Regions from separate parts of the Mus musculus genome. Here regions 2 and 3 are each linked to region 1. A link is a contact called in public HiChIP or PLAC-seq and promoter capture Hi-C data. All regions are on one chromosome and are shown on one strand. The core of a region is the stretch at or near the end of the contact, and the rest is flanking DNA. Distances in the headings are between cores, read along the strand shown. Region 1 holds the start of Dlg2 (discs large MAGUK scaffold protein 2). Region 2 holds the start of Tmem126a (transmembrane protein 126A). Region 3 holds the start of Tmem126b (transmembrane protein 126B).

The links. Promoter capture Hi-C pulls out the DNA fragments that hold promoters and counts their contacts. HiChIP or PLAC-seq counts read pairs in DNA pulled down with a chosen protein or histone mark.
Region 2: an H3K4me3 HiChIP or PLAC-seq map of embryonic forebrain shows a contact between it and region 1, with 2.6 times the contacts expected there. The contact joins the promoter of Tmem126a here to the promoter of Dlg2 in region 1. A contact is called at or near these places in 2 of 39 promoter capture datasets (hippocampal neurons and liver) and 3 of 115 datasets of contacts at active chromatin or transcription factors (astrocytes, embryonic forebrain and extraembryonic endoderm stem cells).
Region 3: a contact with region 1 is called in a promoter capture Hi-C map of hippocampal neurons, with 7 times the contacts expected there. The contact joins the promoter of Tmem126b here to the promoter of Dlg2 in region 1. A contact is called at or near these places in 8 of 39 promoter capture datasets (embryonic stem cells, hippocampal neurons, liver and 2 more), 1 of 484 Hi-C or Micro-C datasets (cerebral cortex) and 2 of 115 datasets of contacts at active chromatin or transcription factors (embryonic forebrain and neural progenitor cells).

Annotation. Positions count from the first base shown.
Region 1 is chr7:91,088,918-91,093,752 of GRCm38.p6, reverse strand. Dlg2 (discs large MAGUK scaffold protein 2) reads right to left here and starts at 2,967. Exons shown (of 23, transcript NM_011807.3): 1 at 2,705-2,967. The coding sequence starts at 2,746.
Region 2 is chr7:90,454,704-90,459,538 of GRCm38.p6, reverse strand. Tmem126a (transmembrane protein 126A) reads left to right here and starts at 2,336. Exons shown (of 5, transcript NM_025460.3): 1 at 2,336-2,467; 2 at 4,020-4,115. The coding sequence starts at 4,027.
Region 3 is chr7:90,474,066-90,478,900 of GRCm38.p6, reverse strand. It overlaps Tmem126b (transmembrane protein 126B), which reads left to right and starts at 2,906. Exons shown (of 5, transcript NM_026734.2): 1 at 2,906-3,006. The coding sequence starts at 2,926. It also overlaps a transcript of Dlg2 not described here.

The DNA.
Region 1 (4,835 bases), core at 1,718-4,217:
AAGGGTGGCAAATTTCTATTAGCTGTCAAGTTAAGTCAGAGGTGACTTCACAGTGAAATCTCTCTTGGTTGTTCCAGACACAACTGGCTTGTGATATGTTTATTCCATTTTCAATTACATTAATGCCCTTCACCAAAATCCTTTAAAAGTCCTATCAGACTACAAACCACTCATTGGTCTGTTTGCCTGTGTCTTGTCCTAAACTAGAAGTCTTCAACAGCAAAGCAACAATTATTTTCAATTAATATCTACTACTTCAGCCCAGTGCATGAAGCATACCTGTCATTTAAAGGATTAATGAATAATAATTACCCACAAGTTACACTCTAATGTGTAGAAGACTGTGTGAGTGTGTGTGTGTGTGTGTGTGTGTGTGTGTGTGTGTGTGTGTTGTGCATAGTAGCAGTCCAGTTTTAATGTTATTGGATTGATATGTGAAAGCTTTTAAAGTACATTAAAGAACATGATTCCCACCAAATCCTTCTGGCTATAATATTTTTTAAAACATCAAATTTGTCAAATAATCATTTGAGAATAAAAGATGACATTAATATTGTATTTTGCACAGAAAATAAATCTCAGAAAAGATATTTCTAACTACCTTGTTCTGGGTCAGTGCAATAAATATTACATTGAATTTGTCAGACACTATACACCATAACTAAGGCTTTTTTAGAGTCATGCAAATACGTAATGCTAACTATAATGAAATTAAAAATAATTATATTAAGACATAAAAATAAAACTAAGTCTAAAAACACTAGGTAAGAGTTTACTGTACCCAATATGGTGAAAACCAAGGTGAAGACCATTTTTGAAATTCTCACAAACCTTGAAATTTCAGAAGAGAAGGATACAAAATAAACTTATAAATTGTAGAGTACAAAAGCCACTTATAAAAAGTACGTACATAGACCTAAAACTAAAGGTAATTTATTCATAAACAAGCAAGTTCATATACAGTGCAGATATGAATACACACGATCTCTGTTTCTGCTGTGTCAGAAAGTATCAGAATTCAACACAGGTTACTCAAGTTATTAAGGATTTATTATGAAAAGGTCATCCAGGTTCAGGTAAGAAATCATTAGAAAAAGTCTTTCCATATGAGTTGAAGTAAGACAAATTTCAAACTGTCCAGACAGCTGTTAGAAGTTACAGAAGGGAGGGGTTTTCCCAAAGAGGAGATCTGCAGTGTTCTCTCTCTCTCTCTCTCTCTCTCTCTCTCTCTCTCTCTTTTCCAAAATTTAATAATTACTTTTCAAAACAAGTGTTCTTTGATGCGAGTTACCAAGTTTCTTCTGAAGAAAGCACTTTGTTTATTTATGTGTTTATTTATTTTGAAAAAGACGAGAAGACAAGGACTCACCCACTTTACTAAACAAGGAACTAAGCATAAATTGAAATAGAAGGCACTAGAACAACCCACACTCGTGTTTGCGGATACAACTCCACCTCTTAAAACCTGTCAGGAGGTTTCTTACGCCCACCACATTTACCTGGGAGGAAGTGAATTCTTAAAGTAGTAAGAAGTAAAACCTACAGAACTCTGCTTGCTCAAGGCTCTCCAGGCTGCCATGCTGAGAGGTCTGCTCACCGTGGACATATAAATACTACCTGTTTGAAGTTCAAATGTAAAGCGAGGAGGTTTACAAAAGTGAGCAGCCGGGAGCTCTCCAATAAAACTTGTAAACACACAAAATGAAACTTTAGTACCCAGACTCATAAAACACTTCCTCTCCTGAAATAAAAAGGGAAACACTTTACATCGACTTTTAATTTTTCAAAAGTCCTATTTTAGGCTTTAAACTGCCTCTAATTTTTTTTTTCTTTCTCAAAGACAATCACTTCTTTTTGGACCTGCTTCAATTAGAATTACAAACTCAAGCTGGGGTACGGGGGTGGGGGGGGGTGGGGGGGTGGAAATTCACTTAAACTATGCAAGTGGAATCCCACAGCAGCTCTCTCTGGTTCTTCGTGCTGAATGAATAGCGTCAGAGAAACCTTTCAAATAATAACATCCTTGCTCGTGACAAGGGGTAAGTCTCCCAAACTTGAGCTCAACTTTGGAGCCTTATTAGCTCCAGCAAGTGAATGTCAGCGAGGTGACAGCATCCAGGTGGCGGCACCCAAGCAGTCTAACCCGGCAGCCCACCCTGAGCTGAGAAGCTGTGTGGTTAATACCACCAAATTCCCCGATGCTCCTCATCCTCCTCTCAACACACAGGATGCTCGGGTACCCCCACAGATCACATCCTAATTCCACTCCAGCCTCCACATTCAAACCCGGGAGCTCTCAGAACAATGAAGCTGCAGGCACACGTACAGTTCACAGCACTTTCAAAAGGGAAAGACTAAATTCTAATTGACAGCGTGATCCATAGCTTGTTACCTCCTCTGGTTTCTTGTTGCTGGCCTACGGAAATAATCCTCATCTTTTCCTCCCCCCTCTCCACCCTCCAAGTGTGAGCAAGAACCTGAATTACAAACAGTTAAACCTGAAGGTCACTTCACCACAGCGTTCTGACTCGCTCCCCCAGGGAGGCGGCAAGGCAACAATAAAACAAAGCCTTCGCAACCACCTGTAATAATCAGCCTGCTCAGCCGGCCATCCGAAAAGTCCTGGCGCTACACAAGGTAGACATTTTTTTGCAGCTGGTTTAACATGTACATCATGCCCAGTGGCCGTCTCGCTCCCTCTTACCTTTACGTTAGTCCGGAGTGCACAATAACATGCAAAGAACATTGCAGTAAATAAGGGGCATATGGGCCGGTGGTGATCAGCTTCTCAGCACAGCGCAAGCCCCACACACACGATCCTGGGCATGTGCTGCTAAGGAGCATCCGTTCCCTCTGTCAGTTTGAAAATGCATTGATCCCTGTTTCCTCTGACTACAAAACGACATGTCTTGAAGGCACTGAGTGAGAGCTCAGAATCTCTTCATTGGCTATATATAGCATTGTGCCCAGTAATTTCAATTAGCCGAGGATTCAGCATCCGAAAGTTAGAACCTCAGTTGCTTTTCCTTCTAGCATTTTAAATCACTGGGGGAAAAAAAGGAGGGGGGAATGAGCTCACTCAGGAAGGAGGGGGGGGGGGAAAGGTGAAGAATTGAAATTTAACCAATGAGTTACTTATATTTCTGGGGAGCCCGAGTGTTGTCCTATTAGATACTTTACCAGGGGATTGCATCTGGCAGACTGTGGTTGAAGAGGGAACCCTTTTCCCTTTGTAGCCTAACAGCTCTGCACTACATTCCAAGCTTTTCTGATGCAGTATCCTGTTTGGCAAATACTACAAACCACTGCAAGCATGCCTCACTCTTCCATTTCTCTGTGTGGAACAGAGCAGGACCAAAAGGTTCCGTGTCTCATAGAGTCCCCTAAAACCTAAGCTGGGTCCACCAGGGGTGCTCGCCAGCTCCAGGGCAAGGAAGTACCACCTCTTACTGCCCTGTCCTGGGATATCATATCATCAGGTCTGTCTTCCAGGGATATTTAAAGTTGTTAGGCTCTCTAACAAAACCATGCATCTAAATTCTCCAATGCTATGCTTTGTTGATAAACAACTATCAGCGATACAGGATGGGATTGGAACAAAACAGGGGGACAATTCAACCAGCGGGATGAAAAAATGATATAAAATGTTTAGCTGGTCCTGGGAGGTAGAGAGGGAGGAAGGGAGAGAGAGAGAGAGAGAGAGAGAGAGAGAGAGAGAGACTTCTATTCCCATGAATCCACGAGGAGGGGGGATTTTTAATTAACAAACATTTTCAGGTCTTACTGTCTGTTGATATCCTTGACAAGCAACAGATACTGCAAATTAATTGGATTTTTATTCAGCCAAGGCAAGGTTCTAAACTCTTTTTTCCAGCTTCAGGCAGCCCTAATGCTCAGCTAGAATTCTAAAGCTCTCTGGCGAAATGCGAGCAGACATGAACAGTTCTCACTGCAGTAAAAATAGTGGGAGGAAAAAGATTGGTGATGTCTTTGCCACAGCAACAGGGAAGAACCGCATCACTCACAGGGAAAAAGCTGCAGTGACTTTTAGGGTTTTTCTTTAACGTGTTTTGCATAAGCCACCTCCCCTTTGGAGCCTGCAGCAGTGCTGATGCTCTCTGGCAGTCTCTGGGCATCTCTCCTGGGCAGTGAGGTGAGAATGCTTCAGAGGGTAGATGGGAATTCAGAGAGAGGAATTAAAGAGCTAGGTTTTCTACTTCCCTCTTAATGATAAGCGTTCAGAAAGTGTCGTCACTTCTGACTAAATAGCTATTTTGGGTTGTCATTGTTTGTGGCTTTTTTAGGAAGAAGGAAAAGCAACCTTGGCTTAAGCTGGAGATTGTTCAGCAATGAAAGAGAAGGGAGCCACTTAATTTGATTCCCAGCTCTGTCTGTCATAGTAGACTAGGTAATTACAAACTGTAAGTGCTTGTAGCATAACTGTGACTTCCAGGGCAGTTTAAAAAATGGATGCCCAGGTCCTATCACTCCCCAACTTTTATTAATGGCTTCAAAACAGAGCCTGTCATTTCAGTTCATAATGCCTCCCTCTCCAGAGGTCATAGCAGGTTACCTCTCCTGAAGCTCTTCCCAGTAAATGAACACAAACACCGGAAGCTGTGGTAAACACGGGGACGATTTAAAACTGCCTGTCTCCACTAGGGTTCAGAAGATTCTCAGGAAAAAAAAAAATCAACAAATGTACTGTTAAGTAAAATTTTCGCTTGGAATTAGTGTATAAGACACTTTCTTTGTTTTTATTGCTATTTTGATGGTCTCCAGCCTTTTTTTGGTACCCCAATACAGGACGAGACAGGAAGTGTCACAATCTCAGA
Region 2 (4,835 bases), core at 1,087-3,586, 630 kb after region 1:
CTGCAGTAGGTATGTTTATATTAAAGTAGACTTTATAACAAAGAGTATTAGCGAGGGACAAGGAAGATATTTCATCATGGATCCCTTATTCATATAATAACAGAGCTTGAACATTTTTGACAATCTGAAAAGAAAATTTTCTTATAACAGTTGGAGAGTTCAGTAACATGGTACTTAATAGAAAAGTTGGTACAAATGAGGAAGGATGAAGAACACTCAAGCAATACTGTCCTCTGGGCAGAGTGGCATGTGCCTATATTCCAGATGTTCCAGAAGTTGAAAGAGGAAAATCATCTATATTACATATGGACAACACAGACCCCACCTCTACCAGCACAAAACCAGCAAAGAAGCATAATTCCCCAGCTCGTCTTAGCTGTTGCTTTCAGGAACTTCTGACACAGCAGACGAGCATGTATTCTTTTCATGCACACATGAAAATCCCGTTTGGACCAGAATCTGCACTATAAATATCGATACACTTTTTTAAAGGATTCAAATTCTACCAAGTATGTTCTCCAACCACAAGAGAACTGAATCAGAGATTTAAAAAGAGATTAGGAAACCAAGACACTTCTAGATAGACCATAGGTCAAGAAACCTAAGAGAAATTACAAGACTTTTGAACTAAATGGAAATATTTTTTTTAATTTTAAATTAAATTTCAAAATCTGTGGGAACAAAGAGGTCCTTAGAAGGGAATTTCTGACAATAAACACACAAACTGAAGAGTAAAATGGTCTCACACCAGTGACCCCATTCATGCACATCCTTAGAAAACTGGGGGGGGGGGGGCAGAAAACACATAGGAATAAGCAGCAGAGAAGAAAAATTCAAGTTGAAAACATAAAATCCAACATCAAAAAACCCCCAAAAAACAGTGAAACAGACAAAAAATTTTTAAGATCACACTAGCTAGACTGATCAGGCTTCAAAGATTCAATAAAACACTATCAAGAGAAGACATATGAGGTCACTGCAGGATACACAGATATTAAAAACATAAGGAAATATTTATCAACAGTTTAATCCAATAAGCTTGAAATTTTGGACCAAATGGACATTTCAATTGTTCTGAGAAAAGTTTTGATGTTCAATCTAAAAGGTATCTACGCATAGAACAGTGAAATATCTATTATAGATGCTGAATTTATATTACAATTCTATCAATCAGGAAAACTCTGGGCTTAGAAGTCTCCCGTGATGATTCTACCAAACATTCAGCAAATGACATCAAAATGATACAAACGCTCCCAAAAGTGAACAGTTGCTAAATGACACTAATAAGTCAGCGCTACCCTAATGCCAGCACCGGACAAGGAAAGTGTAAAAAGGACTGGGGAAAAACAAACAAACACCCCGCTCATTGGTTAAGAGTAATTGCTGCTCCTGCAGAGGACCGGGGTTTGGTTCCACAGGAATTGGAGTACAGTCTTATTTAGAAATAAATAAATAGATAGATAAATAAATAAATAAATAAATAAATAAAAACAAAAACAAAAAAACTAGAATTGACTTGATGCCTCTCGGGACAGGAATCTTTCGGGACAGGGATCTTACTCATTAGTCTTCTGATAAATTCCAGGCCTCTCAGTTTGGTAAGCGTCTTTATAGTCTACTCACAATTTTACAAAATAACCAGGTAAAGAATTTTGTCCTTTCCTGTTTTACAGATGCAGATGAAAACTGAGACGGAAACTCACAACATTGGTTCCCAGTGGTGCTGACTTATACCCTAAGCCTCCCCCTGGCTGTTTTGTTTGGAATTCACACTGTACGCAGACCAGACTGGCCTGGAATTCACAGAAATCCCCCTGCCTCAGGCTACTGAATTCTGGGATTAAGGCGTACGTTATCACGTGCGGCTCCCTTACTTTTGAACCGTTAGTTTTTCACTACATTCCGTTAACCCTGTTTCACAGAAGCAGTGTTCTAGAGGACATGGGGAATGCTGAGGAAAACAAAACAAAACAAAAAAAAAGCACTCGCTCTGGAATTGCTCACGTTCTGCTGGAAGTCACCCACAGCATAACATGGCACAAAGATCCAAGAGCGAGATGGAGCAAAAAGTCAATCTCAGGCTAACTTCACTGCCAACGTTGCCTTCATCAGCCCGTAGCCTAGCGGCTGCCATGCAACCTACGCCAGGATCGGGGACTCGGAAGTCGGGCTGCGTGCCCAGGCGGGGTGGTGTCGAGCCCAGCCACCGCCACACCGCTGTTTCTGCAGGCTGTACCCGGGATGGGCTATAGCGGACTCGCCAGTCCTCACCGCTAGTCCACAGTTTAGCGTCTCCTGGACCGGAAGCCCGTGGACAGGAAACAGAGGCGGAGACAGAGTCACGTGTGAGCCAAAGATGGAGCTCAGACGACCCTAGCGAAGGTTGCGGTAGACTCGGCGCGGGAGGACCCGGGCAAGCACCGGCGGCTGGGGAGGCTGCCATTAGCTGCCTTCATTCTGCCGAATGGTGAGTAGCTGTGCCAATGTCGCGCTGGGAGAGGCGCGGGGTGGCCACGAGGGTGGGGAACGCTGTGTGTGCTGACCCGGTCTTCACTTTCCACCCGTGAGGGGGAAGACCTGGCTGAATTGATTGAGTTGAAGAATCACTGCCAATTTACAAATTGCTACGTTTAATTTTCCGATGCTTGGTTTTTATGCAGAAACTTTCAGAGATCTTTGTAGTATTTCAAGGTGTCTTTGTCTTTGATGGGGATTTATTAACTGAGAAATAATACCAGGAAGAAGAAACAGGACTTGAATCCTGGGATCCTGATCTAAACCGCTAAATCTGTATTTTACTTTCGAGGTTAATTTTTAAGTCAAGATTTATGGAATTTTGCACATGCAGCATTTTCCAAATCATTGTATATATACAACAGGTACCCAAGATTTGGTAAGACATTGTTCCAGTGCTGTCACAGCTAACTAATACGAATGGTGACCCAAGACAGGCTGATTTATTATCAGGTTATTTCTGAGTTTTGGTTTATTGCTACTACTGTTTTATCTTTTGAAATAGGGTCTTGGAGTACATCCAGGAACTCACAACCCTCCGGCCTCAGCTTCCCAATAGTAGAGGTATCACCACAGGTTGCAGACTTTTTTCCTGTCACCAGGAAGTATGTTTTTAAAGAGCCCAATCTAGTAAAAACGAATCCACCATTCTACACTGATATTCATCCTATGTGTACCATGCCTGCTCAGGCCAGAAAAGGGCATTAGATCACCCTAGGCCTGAAGTTACAGCTGTGTGTGAGCTTTGACGTGGGTGCTAGGGCTCGAATCTTTCATCATGTGTCCACATGCCTGCAATGCCTATGAAGGGTGAAGAGGATTCCAGTCCCCTGGAACCCTTGTTCTTTGCAATAGTGTTCTCTCAAAACTACTGAGCCCTTTCTAACCCTTGACACCTAATCATCTTTACAAAGTGGCTATTACACTTGAAATACAACTTATAGTTCCACCAGCAGATGTCACAGCTTTCCTGAATGCTTCCAAGTGAAACTAATTACCTGTGTACCTAATGACATCCCTGTTATCTTAGCTTCCACCTCATGTTTTTGTTGTTTACTGGATGTTGGCTTTCTCTCATGATGTGAGGCTCTGTCTGTTGCATCACCCCTCCACCCCACTTGTCTAGCACAAATTCTTTGGATTTTTGTTTTCCTGTAATAAATTTTCATGTAGCTCTGCTGGCCTCAAATTCCAGTATTATCAAGGACAGCCCTGAGCCCACCCCCCAACTGTTTCAACTACAGTCATGTCACCATGTCTGAATTAAGTCATTTTTTTAATGTTTCATGTATGTAGTAATTGCTTAGAAAATCAAGATTGTGGAGTGTCTTAGAAACTTATGCGCTGCTTTTCTTGTTCAGGTTTCTGGTATGCTGTATTGGGAGAGGGAAATCTTATATGCTATATATACATTAAGTTAATCTACATCTCTTACATAATTATGCATCTCAAAAGACTTTTTCTAGATATACTTTTTAAATTGGGATTGTTATATTTTTTTTTAGGTCCAAGATGGAAAGTCATAAACCAAGTACTAGCAAAGATGATTTAATACTTAATATCATATCCAGAAAAATTAAACAACTTCCAGAATCAGACAGGTAAGATTCCATAGTCTTAAAATGTCTTTACCTAAAAGTGTTTCAAAAGATTATCTTAAATTTGAAGGACTATGCATACCCAAAGGAAACTGAGCTGTCTTTTTGCTTTGATGAAAAAACAAAAACCACCCTGAAGCCCAGTGACACTAACCATTTTGTGCATCGTATAACTCATTATGGAAACTGAAACTAGAACTTTGGAAATATTTAATTGATGAACCCACCTTTCCATTCAGCTTTTGGGGTGAAAAAAACTGTATGGATCCATTTATAAATAACTTAAAAGACCTTTTCAAGTTAACCCCATCTCTTATCTTCTCAGTGTATTTCTATGTTTACCTTTATTAAGAGTACCATGGCCTGGCGGTGGTGGCACACGCCTTTAATCCCAGCACTTGGAAGGCAGAGGCAGGCGGATTTCTGAGTTCGAGGCCAGCCTGGTCCAGGACAGCCGTGGCTATACAGAGAAACCCTGTATAGAAAAAGCCAAAAAAAAAAAAAAAAAAAAAAAAAAGAGTACCATGGAATATTTTGCAAGATGGATGACAGAAATGGATGTTTAAAGATCTTTAAGATGAAAAAGAGTTTAAGGAGCATGCTGATATTAAAAAGTAGTATAGTACAGTGCCCTTCTACAGAATATTCTTTAACTCCTTTCCCATCAGAAAGCCTGAGTGGGTTACAGTCACAGTAACTTCAGGTTGATCTGTGTCTATGCAC
Region 3 (4,835 bases), core at 1,657-4,156, 610 kb after region 1:
CCCCAGGGTGCAAAAGTACAATTCTCGATGGTTCAACAGTTTCTGATAGCTCTGTCCCCCTTTACATGGACTATTTTCCCAAAAAAGCATCTCATTGACTGTGTTTTTAATACATCTTCCAAACCCAGAAGCCAATGGATTAAATAACATAAAACACCATATGAATTCTCTAGATGTAACCTACAGTTTAGGTCTCTAATTCAATATCATAGCAATCAACATAACTGGACAACATTCGGATCTATACTAGCCCAGAACAATAAACTTCAAAGGTAGTCTAAATTTTTATTCAAAATTCTCCATAAACTTTATTACTGATGTCATCTGTAAAAACATAAAGGTCTCATTTCACTAAGCTTCTGTGGAACAAAGTTCATCTCAGCTAAGGTGAACCCTTAAGCTCTCTGATCTATAATAGACCATGCTCCAGGAACCCCATGGGATTCTGATCAAAGTGATAAGGGTTACTGAAAGGAAGAAAAGAGCAAGTATATGCTTTACTTGAGGGAATTTCCCAAAACATGTTACTGAATAATAAAATAAACTATCAAAGTTGTGAATTACCACGGAAGGGAAGACATACACTGGAATAAACTCAAATATGAAGTCTATTTTTAAGTATAAGAAATAAAGCTATGATTTTACAAATGTTGCCTTATGTTACACCTACATAATCATTCAATAAGTATCAAGCTCATGGGGAAAAACTCCACTGTACAAGTTTCTTTTTAAAAGATTATTTAAACTGAGCTTTAAACCCCAAACCTATAGCACCGAATCTATTCTGATTACAAATGGTGACATTAACTACCTGGTTCATTAATTTACATATGTCTATAGTATTACCTTAACTTTACTATAATAAAATATTACTGAAAAGGTACTACTGAGCAGATATTCATTGCAGTAAATATTTACTCAAAACCAGGCAAAATTTTGCCCTGCAATAGAATACAATTTAAATTACAAAAACCACAGCCAAGAAAAAGGAAAATCATATGTTATGTATGAACCTCATAGCCCACCTTTCTTCTTGACTGGCATTCTTGGGTCTCTCCACTGACTCTGGACTCAAGATCTCTGAGTTTCAGTCTCTGCTTGATCCAGCTGAATGGAGATGGAACCAGGTTAACTGTTGCAAATCTCTTCACCGTTCAGCCTTGATATCCAGGCTGAGTCTTCTATTTCAAATAAAGAAAAAAATGATGCCTTTCTCCACAACCAAACATTACACTGCCCAAGGTCTTCAAAGAAAAAAATAGCAAGTTTTTCAATTTTTGTAAAATATATATTCTTGTTTTAAAAGCTGAGAAAGTTATCTTATGCATAGAAAATGTTACTAAAACTCCTCTTCAGGCAGCAACACTTTTAGATGTTCAATAACTAACTCAATTAAGGCACAAACCAATTTTAGGACGGTTGACTTATTAATTTATACATGTTCGACATGGTTCGTAATAAAGAGCATCAATTTTTAGGAAAAAGTTTAAACTTCCCCTTCAAAAACACTTTTAAAAACGTCTTACTCTAGTCTTTTCAGGGGTGTGTGAGTTTGGACAGTTTTCTGGGGGCAAAAGAGAGATTCAAAGGCCCCCTTCTATTTACTGGTTCTGTTTCTCGCCCCTCAGTAAAACACTATCCAGCTTGTCACTTTCCTATTTTTCTTCTGTGGTCTCCAAGCCCCCAAGGCTTGATCCTTAATGCCCCTCAGATCCTGATCCTCCTGTGTATTAACTGAGAGGATTGAAAAGAAGGAAGGCAATCCCTTGGCATGGAGACATTAAAGTGACAGTGCTATTCAATGGGCACTTGATGCAGGATGATTTGGCGAAGCAGACTTCTTCACACTGGAGTCATTCACATCATGCCATCTCTTCGCAAACAAGCAGCTTCCTATCCGGCGAAGAAAAACACTGAGGCTGCTGGAAAGGAGAAACCAAACCTTCCCCAAAAGGTGTTTTCAGAGACGCTGTAGTAGTATTAGGCATGCAATCACACACTATGCAAATAGTCCGCGATTTCCTAAATGAGAGTGCAGCTGTTTGGCTTCCACATCCACCCTTTCTCAGTCTCTCTCCAATCTACCCACCTTCCTTTTGCAGAAAAGACATTTCTCTGCCACCGCTGGCCACCCCTGCCCACACCCCGATCTTATACAGAAGAGCACCGAAATGTCCTGCACCCTCCAAGCGATGAAGTGTTTCCTCGGGCAAGAGAAACAGCAGCACTAGAAATTATATAACTCTCGAATTTGGCTTGCCTAAGACATGGAGACTGGAGGGTCGGGGGTTGCGGGTCTGGCAGACGCTGCTGGGCATTTCACGTGCACGGAAGCGCGCCTGGCCTCCTCGCAGCACCATCCACCCCTAAAACACTGGCCGACCAGGGCTCTTCGGGGGAGCAGGGAAAAGGGATATTTCTAACTGAACCCTTTCCAAGCGGGGCTTGAGGGTGGACTATGGGGACTGAAGACTGTAGAGAGCAGGCTAGCCCGTGCTGCTGTGGCCGCGCCGGGGAGACGGGCTGGAGGCTCTGAGGAGGAACCTTAGAAACCACAGCCTTAACACACCGACCGGGCCGAAGGAACTACCAGGGCTCGGTTACCCCAGCCGCCCTGAGAAGAAGGCGCGCAGCAACAGGCCTGCGCCCGAACCGCCCCTGGTTCCCTTCAGGTTGGCCAGGCTGACAATTTGGCAGAGGACAAGGCAAGGCTGGCTAGGGGCGGGCCCCTGACCCTGAGCCTTCCTCGGAGCCAATGAGAGATCGCACTTCTGCGACGCCACGCCCAACCTCCGCCCGGCTGGAGGGCGCGGCTTTTGACTGGGTGGGGGAGTACCGGACTAAAGGTACGAGCTGTCAGACAGCTGCAAGTCCCGCCCCAGGCGCTCCGGCCACGCCCTCCTGTCAGTCACGTGAGGCGCTAAGATGGCGGCGTCCCAGCGACCAAGTTGGTCCGAGTCGAAGGTTGCTGGTGTTGTGCAGGAGGGAAATAGGGAAGCACCCCAGGTAGGCGGAAATCTAGGGTGGTGTGGGTCGCCTCCTCGGAGATGATGCACGTGAAGGATTTGAGCAAATAGAACCGAACCCGACTTTATGTAGAGTGTAATCAAATCTCTAGTTCCGAACAGCGTAGACCTGAAGTCTACGCCGATTAAATGCAGCTTGTTTCTCTTTCTCGAGGACCTTTCTTCAATTACAAATACTTTATCGCCTTACCCCACCCGGCCCGACCTCCAGTTCTCTCATTCTGTTTAAGTCTCCTGCATTTTATTGATTTGATGTGTTCTGACTTAACGCAAGGTTATGATGGCTTCTTGAATGCATTCACTTTTTTGATTACCCGAGAACCTAATATCCACCACGGCTGGACAAATCATGTTGAATAAAATTCTGAAGGTCAAATAATACACTTAAAGATACAACACACACACACTTTGCAGGCCATACGCCCACACAAATGCACTTAACGTGTATAAGGATGGTGATCTAATCAGTTGAGTGACTTTGAACTTCCTTAACTCTCAGATTAAACGTTGGTTGTGGCAAAAATCTTCATTTTCAGTTCTTGCTGAAAGACTTCCTTGGAATCTGATGATGGAGCACTTGTCAGGCCTGAAGCCCAGGCGTCTATACCAACAGCACAAAAATAAGTTAAAACAAAACAAAACAAAAAACTCTGGGCAAGTTAATAATCTATATCTCCTTAATTAAGGAGAGTGTAGTGAAACCCTTGCAAATGCCAGATGCCAAAAATATTTGCTGTTGCTTTTGATTATTTCAATATTGACTGTCCTGCAGCCATAATTGTGGGTACCCTTTTCCCCAAAGCTGTCTTAAAGGCCTGGAAATTTTCTGTGGGTGGTGAAGAGGGCTGTTCAGGGAATTGGATGAGAACAGAACAAAAATTTCTCTACGTTTTTTTGATTAGCCATGATGCTATTAATATCTGCCTTCATCGTACACTAGATGGATTGGTTAGAGAATCCTCCTTAGAAAATACTATTTCTTCTTCCATTTTTCCATTTGGATAGCAGAAGGAGGGGGGAGCAAAAGATGTAAGTCTAGTCCCCCCCAAAAAAATATAATTTGTAAAGTATTTTATGCCTGCTCTGCCCACCCCCCTTCTCAGCTATCTTAAAGAACTGACTTAAATGCTGTGTTGTATTAAGGCAGAAATACTGGTCTTTTGATCAATTGTATACCACCTTAAGAAGATCAAGGAACCCATTCTTTGTGTGTGTTGATTTCCTGGAGTCAGGCTCCATTTTTTTTTTCATTAATTTTAGGCTTATTATATGCTCATCACTTATAAATGTTAGCATGTCATCTGTAATGAACCTTTGACTTTATAACTTCTCATGGATTAATCTAGAAAATGTAGAGCAAAAAATAAAAAGCACTGAACTTTGAATCAGTAGACATCTCACTGATGAAATAAGTAAATATTTAAAACCAGAATTTTGGATTTGTAGGAAGTGTCCATATATCTTTGTTTGAATGAAATGGAATACTCGTAAGATACATAAAATGTCATAGTACCAAAGGATTTAACAAGTGTTTCCAGAGACCCAAAAGTCTTATGTATAGCCAGAAACTCAAAAAGGAATCTGGAATGGATTTTCTAATCTCTTGGTGAAACTCTTATGGTTCTTAATGTGGGCAACTATTGGCTTATCACATGGGACACAGAGACCTTACAAACCCTGAGTTCATTCCCTTTGTCCAGGCTTCACAGTATAACCCATAGCTATTTCTGACAAAGACCCTGCCTGCTTTCTACCCTAGGCCCTACTAGAAAACTGAATTGCAACATAAAGTCCAAGATAACTATGGTG